Linked DNA regions of Gossypium hirsutum: region 1 is linked to region 2. The links are chromatin contacts, called in public Hi-C maps. All regions are on one chromosome and are shown on one strand. The core of a region is the stretch at or near the end of the contact, and the rest is flanking DNA. Distances in the headings are between cores, read along the strand shown.

Region 1 (3,818 bases), core at 275-2,774, 200 kb before region 2:
ACTCGAAGGAGAGCAAGTGGAGGCAGTTTTGTCATTTCCTTTGGTAAACAGGATGCAGCAGGATGTTCTAGTATGGAGATGGGACAAATCAGGCGAATACACAGTAAAAAGTGGCTTTAAATGGCTAATGTCTAAGACTCTACACCTACAGAATTATATTACAGACCAAATCACCAATAAAGAATATTTTACAAAGATTCGGAATCTCTCGATCCCAAGTAAAATAAAAATACATCTATGGAGGGAGGTCAATAATTTTCTTCCGAGCTTAGTACTCTTAAATTTCGAAGACTAAGGAATGATGTTGCATGCCCAATCTACTCAATTGAAGAAGAAACCATGGAACACATTTTTCGAGATTGTGAATTCACAAAACAGGTCCTACAAGAAGTTGGGTTGGACACCTCGCAATCAAACGCAAGACATATATGGAAATAATGGTCAGCATTTTTCTTCCACACGAATAATACTAAAGTATGCACAGTCATGGCAATTACTAATTGGGCAATATGGTACAACAAAATAGAATTTATCATGAAGGAAAAAAGGAAAGGGTACAAGAGGTTATCGGTTTTATTAAAGCTTATTTAAGGGAGTTAGAGCAAGTTAAATCATCAACAGAAACCAGACTCATTCCAAGAGAGATGTTTTGGAGACCCCCCATGGAAGGACAGGTCAAAGCCAATTTTGACTCAACATATTTGCAACAAGACATGACAGCAACTGCGGGAGTTATTATAAGAAACCATGAAGGATTTGTTATGAGAGCATGTTCTTACCCAATAGGAAGGACAGGGGATCTGACCACTGCGGAATCGAAGGCATGTCTACAAGCAGTCATTTTTGGGGAAGAAATGGATTTTCGAGATATGGTTGTCGAAGGTGATACCCTTACAGTCATTAAAAAGCTTAAGTCAGATTTAGTGGATAGATCAGTGATTGGCAACATCATTAGTGAAATCCAAAGGAAAAAAATCAAATTTATTACCTTATCCCTTGAATATACCCCTCGAAAGACAAATGAAGCAGCGCATGCCTTTACTAGTCGAGGATACAATTTGGATAATCCATCCTGTTGGGTTGAAGAAGTACCGATGGAGATTGAACCCATCATCGCCAATGACCAAAGAAGGCTCTAGAATCGGTAGAATATGGACATTTTGTCTGAGTTCGGGGTTGCAACATAAACACGCATGTCCTCAACATTATCTGATGAACTCAAATTTAGGAGAAATCTGGTAAAAGCACTTTAAATGAGAATCTTTGCAGTGAAGAAAAGGCACAACCAGTATATTCCACCATAACTACAGAATGCGAAGAAAAGGAAATGTGACTCTAATTGATGATAGGGTTTAGGTTTTTTTTGGCATACTTAAGTTTTTGCATTGATTTAGGGTCTTATCAAAGGCGTTTCATTTTCTTTTAGTTTTTCTTCTTTTTCCTTTAATTTTAGGTAAACCCAAGGCACCGCCTCAGTTACAAATACGCTATTGATAGTTGTTAGACAGCTGGTGATTTTAAATCTTTGATCACTATACCACATATCCTCTGATTTAATGTATTTTCGATTTTACTTCAAAAAAAAAGAAACTGAAAGGAAAGATAGTTTTAATTTATAAAAGATAATTTTTATCTTTGTATATTTTAGTTTATTTTTAATTTTTATACTGTAATAAATTTTGATACATTAATATTATTTTTTATACTTTTTTTACATTTAAATGCATTACTAAATTAAAACTCGATTATCATAATTAAATTTAATAATATTTATACTATTTATTAAGTGTTTTACTGAGTTTATATCACCCTCAACTAGGTCACCAACTTAATTAAGGAAATTATAGAAATGCCTTTTTTGTAATTAAAATAAGTTATATTGTTTGAGATAATTTAATCTTTTTATTGCAATGAGAAAGGATTGTATGAAACATAGATTATCCCTTTGGATTGTATGAAACATAGATTATCCCTTTTTCTAATAGTTTTATGCCACATCAGCAATTTCATTATGAATTTCAATATTTTACTTTGGATTTGATTTTTTTTTCAGGATGAAAATATTGATATGACATTGAACTATTGGAAAAAGGGTTTCAGATGATGAGGCGTTATTGTTTTATACAATCATTTCTCTAGAGGTCAAATAGTTCATCTATTATTGTAACAGCTTAATTTTCAGCGGTGTCGGAACAGTGATTCAAGATCACTAAATCCGACAAATGAGTAGGAAATATTATTAATTTAGTGAGTATAAGTTAAATGTGAAGTTAGGAAAAATTTTGAAATAGTGAATAGTGTACTAAAAATAAATATTAAAATAATTAGAATCGAAAACGAGGTATCGAGAACTCGAGAATTTTAAATAGAGCCATAAATACTTTTATAAATATTTATAGAGTGTTAATAAGTTATTATTAAAGTTTCGTCAAGAAATTTTAAAGTTCTGATAGTTAATTGAACAAAAAGGACTAAATTGTATCAAATGTAAAATTATGGGAAATGATTAAATAGCTTAAATGATAAAAGAAAGAGGGTTTAAAAGGAAAATAGACCTTGAGGAAAGGGCATGAAATCAGCAAGAAAATAAGGAGAATTAAGGGTAAAATTGGAAAATTGAAAATTTTACTTAATAAAGCTAGGACTAAAGTGGAATTATCTAGATTTCTCTTTATTTTTCTGCATTCTCATCAGCAAAAACACCATGAAAGAGTTCCCTTAAGCTGTTTTTTCATATTTTTACTTCAAGTAAGTTCAATTCTTGATTATTTCTTAAAATTTTTGTGTTTTTGTGACTTTTACAACTAGGTCCACTTGTTGAATTCATTAGTTTTTTATTCTATGAAAGACATTGAAAGTTGCTATGAATATGTGCTGGAAGTATATGATGATTTGGAATGGAATTAGAGCTTTAAATTATTTATATGTTGATTTTATTGAAAGAATTGAATAGAAAGTGAATGTTTGGGACCTAATTGTAAAAGAGTTTGAAGTTAAAGTTTTATGTGGAAATTCTGAATTTCAATAGTTATGAAATAACTTATAATGTCTATTAAAAGTATTAATTGAGAAAATTATCTTAATTGAGGGGTTAATTGAGCAAGGATTGAATTGTATGAATTGTGAAATTTGGGGCAAAATGGAAATCAACATTTTGCACTAAAACTGTTTTGGACAGAAGCAGTAGTCCAACTTTGAAAAATCACCAAAAATATATAAATGGAATTAGAGGATGAATAAAATATAAAATTATAGCTTATTGAGTCTAGTTTTTTATAGAAGAAATGATGTAAGCAATGGTATTGTAAATCATGAGATATGATAAATTTTGTGAGACAAGGTCAGAATGATTTTGGGTTCCCCTGTTCTGACTTTGTAAAATCATCAAAAATTGGATAAAAATAATTAGGGGCTTAAATTTATATTTTTAGAATATTGAATGATTCTATTTTCAAGAGAAACAAACGGGAACATCATTCGAATCCTTTACGAGGAGATAATTAATTTTTAGTACAAAAGGGTCAGAACTGTCAAACAGCAGAATAGGGGAGACTTCAATGAATAAACTGTAATAATTGGACAAACCAAAAATTATGAAATTTTTATGGTAAGAATATATGTGAGTCTAGTTTCAGGAAAAATTAGCGGATCTTAAATTGGATTTCTGTAGCTTCAGATATAAATAATTTAGTGACTATGACACGGGTGGATAGCTTGAATATTCACATAAGTAATTAGTTAAAATTATGGATAAGGTTACTTACAAGTGTGTTATTTATACCAAGGATGTGGACGGAGAGGAGGAAGAGAAAAAATAT
Region 2 (4,088 bases), core at 1,261-3,760:
AGGACTTATTGTACTTAATTATAAAAGAGTATTCATAACCAACATATATTTCCAACATCTTTTTAGGACTCATCTTATTGTGTTGTGATGGAGCAGTTGAAACATTTAGTGTGCATCACTTTAAGATGAGAAATATTTGGATTTGACAAAAAATCAATGGTAATATATTTATAAAATTTTATAATTCTTTATATTTTTATAATTTTTTATTATTTTATATTTTTAAAAATAATATACATTTTTAAAAATTAAATGATGATGTGGTAGTACAATTTCAAAGTGACACGATATCACCCATTAACGATGTTACAAAAATGGAGTAAAATATTTGATGGAATAGAGCCAATCTAGACAGAAAAAAAAAGTTTAGGGACTAAGTTGAAAAGAATTGTCAAGTTGAAGTATTATCCCAAAATATGCTCGTGGAAAGCAAGGTGTTGATCCATGCGACCAATACCGAAAAGAAGTGGCGTCGTATGTAAGCAAAAATGTATCATAGAATAGACCGTCTACACTCCTAACCTCCGCAAGGGTGGGAGAGAATAGACCAACGGTTCCATCCCAATTATTATTAATTAATTAATGGAAAGGAAAAAATTAAAACCAGCCTTACCTTACCTACCCACTATAAGCCAAGAGGCGAGGTAGAGAACCACCGGGGAAATCTAAAAGGAGAAAAAAACCTTAAATAAGGCCCCCACTTTGTTCATCCAACGTGGCTTTCGAGGCTCAGTTTTCCCGCTCTACGTTACAAACTCACTTTGTCTTTTCCTATCAGGTTTTTTGTTTTCTTCTCTCTGTTCTTATTTTCTCTATGGTTGGTACGGGGAGTTCATACAATGCAGTGTAGCGTCCTTCTCCCCTTTCTATTTCGTTTTCTTCTTAATTTATTCATAATTTAATTTTTCCCTAAAAGAATCTCACCGAATCATTCAATATTCTCAATCATTAAAAGTTTGATATTTTTATAAAACTTCAATATTTCTTTTAGTGATTAATGTTTCAGATTTGAACCACTAAGAGATGATTGTCATATTACTTTTAAACTTCAGTGATTATGAAACTTCAATATTGATTACTACTAATTATTCTTATCTTTAATTTTACTTGCACCTTTTATTCACCAAAAAGAAAGAAAAAAACTGCTTTTTTCTATTGGTAATACCATACCAATATGGATCAAGGATGATAGGCAAATTACTTGAAAAAAGAAGAGTAAGATATGAAGGAACCATATTCCAAGCATGGAATGAAAATTGATCAAATTAGTAAACTCAAAGAAGAGCCTCATCTCTCTGTTGCTGATATGATGTATCCATAGCCTTACCTCTACCTCTACCTCTACCTCTACCAAAACCAAAAACCCCACCCCACGAGCCTCCAAAAGATTCTGACAACGGTTTCAAAGACAAAAACTTGACCAAGTTGAAATTTCTAGATCTTGTAGATTTCTGGGAAGAAAATTGAAGATGATGACAGACATTTTTTTATTTGATTAATAAAGATGTTCTTTTTATAATTTGATTAATAATAAATATTAGGTAAATTAGCTTTAAGTCCCTATGGATGGCACAAGAGATTGATAACAATTTAAATGACGTGGCAAAAGTTGCCATGTGTCATCTTCCTATTAGTCTCATGCCATGTCATTAACTGTATTAAGCGTATGTACCACTTTAACAAACAGAACAAAAATGCAAGTACCAAATCAGATAAATTGAAACTATAAGTACTACATGGACAATTTTGTTAAAGTACAAGGGTAAATCTTATCATTATTCCTAAAAGTTTATCATTCGTTTAAAATAATTAAATAGTTTACATTTTATTTATTTTTAAAAAAATAATAATTAATTAATAAATATTGTTATATGCGAATGATAAGAGTATTATTTATCTCAAGTTTAAATTTGTATTAATTATTTTTTATTTTATATCTAATTATTTGTAATATATAAATTTTTTATTCATATTATTATACTAATAATCAAACGAAACAAAATTCTTTTGGGTGATAAAAATTCTTTTGACCAACTATTGCACATATCTTTTTAAGGGTTAATATAATTTTGTCTCTAAAATTAGCAATTAAGTGTATTTTGGTGTTTGTATATATATTTTTTATTTTGACACTTAAATTTGATAATTAAATTTATTTTGGCCTGGTAATAAAAAAAAAGTATGATATTATATTTTGAAATTGTGCTAAGTCATCACTTAAAATTAAAATATATTTATTTTAAAAATTATTAGGTGATAATATGGTACAATATCAAACTGTCGCATCATTAAATCTTGAAGAAATACAAATTTAAAGATTAAAAAGAATTTAATTATTAAGTTTAAGTACTAAAGTGAATCTAATTATCAAATTAAATGATTAAAAGATATATTAGACATAATTTTAATACAGGAGAGAACAAACAAGGCTGAGGTTAGGTTGGTAGTTGCTACTTACCAAACAGCCAGCTATTTTTCATTTCCATATTTCCAATCTAAAATGTGGACTCACTTTTAGAGTTGTTGGTATTCATTTTTGCTATTTTACCTTTCCAGTTTCCACTCTTCTTTAGAATCTCCGCTCCGCTCTTCCATTTTTCTTCTTTTCTTAAACAGTTGTTTTCTTTCTTTTAATACATAATAATAATAATAATAAAAAGGACGCAAAAAAACGAAAAACACTTTCGTTTTCTCAAACATTTCACCATAATTTCTTATTATTTATTCCTCGCCTGGGCTGCTGCTGCTGCCTCCCCAAACCCCTAAGCTTTCTCGGAGGAAGAGCGCTTTTAGAATGGCTTTCTCTTCTCTCATCAGATCCACTGCCGCCGCCTCCCCTCTCCTTGAAGCCTCCGCCCGCACCGACCTCTCTCCTTCACCCTCCCATCGTCTCAAGGTTCTTCGCTTCCCCCCCGATCAACAACGTAGAGCTTTTTTTAATTCCTGTTTTAAATTAGTTGCATAGTTTATTCTTTTATTTCTCTTTTCTTCTTTTTATGTGTTTTTAAAGGAAAAATAATAGTAACTGAGCTAAACTTAAACTGAACGACTGAAATTTGTAGCTTCGTCTTTCTTTTCCTGCTACTTTTCTTGGTAACCGACTGAGTCTTAAGAATTACAATACCTTGTAATGCATGTTTTGTTTAGTAAGTTGCATATATATATAGGTTTTTTCAGTCACATTTTGTTTGCTTGGTTGGTGAGAAAACATCGTTTGCTCGTTTTCGTTAATATAATGAATATAAAGGAAATCTGTAAAAACTCGTGTGCGACAGATTATTGCTTTTTAAATGAACTTTAAATTTAATCCTATATTCTTTTCACATTTCTTATGTTACTAATGGTATATTTTTAGCGACCAGTCTCAGCTTACTTCTGTGACAATCTAAATGATAATGCTTGTTCAGGTTTCAAGTATTGGTTTTGGTGGGAATCTCAATTCCTTTTTTGGTCCTGCAGTTTCAACTAAGTCTTCTTCCTTACAGTTGAGTTATTCCATATTGGCTGATCAAGATTTTCTTCATTATTTCATTTGTGCATATTATTAATCTTTTACTCTGGCATTGAAGGTCTCTTTTAAAAAAACTATTTGTCTGTTTAGGAAATGCAATTCAAGGAGTATCCAACCTATCAAAGCCACTGCTACGGAAATTCCTACTACAATTGCAAGTAAGTGTTTTATATGATAGGGAAGGGTAAAAAGGAGAAAGCGGCTTAATTTATTTCTGTTCAAATTAATTTAGAACTTGTATGGACTGATTCTCTGCTTTTGACTTATTTCTAATTTAATTTGACTAGGGTCACGGAGCAGTGGCAAGACAAAGGTTGGAATCAATGGTATGTTTCCTTGTTTTGATTATAATCATGCTTTTTTTTGGTAGTTGTACGTATCTTCATCTTTTTGCTTCACTGATCTCCATAGAAAATTATTTCACCTTCAGTTAGTGTGCATATTTTAAGTTGATGCTAGTGTTATTGCAAATAGCAGAGAACTAGCTTACTGAGCTTAGCTTATTGCGTTAGTGTGGATGGGGGTAAGGTACTCACCCCTTTGGAAAACAAAGTTGTGAAAACTGCAGTCCTTATAT

What was found. A called contact is a pair of places that touch in the nucleus more often than the background predicts.
Region 1: a Hi-C map of leaf shows a contact between it and region 2, with 1.8 times the contacts expected there. The contact joins the promoter of LOC107916901 here to the promoter of LOC121229134 in region 2. A contact is called at or near these places in 2 of 34 Hi-C or Micro-C datasets (both in leaf).

Annotation. Positions count from the first base shown.
Region 1 is chrA01:17,662,551-17,666,368 of Gossypium_hirsutum_v2.1, reverse strand. LOC107916901 reads right to left here and starts at 1,524. Exons shown (of 6, transcript XM_041112818.1): 1 at 989-1,524; 2 at 780-890; 3 at 3-67. The coding sequence starts at 841.
Region 2 is chrA01:17,459,506-17,463,593 of Gossypium_hirsutum_v2.1, reverse strand. LOC121229134 (glyceraldehyde-3-phosphate dehydrogenase GAPCP2, chloroplastic) reads left to right here and starts at 2,510. Exons shown (of 14, transcript XM_041112481.1): 1 at 2,510-2,896; 2 at 3,408-3,484; 3 at 3,602-3,669; 4 at 3,799-3,837. The coding sequence starts at 2,795.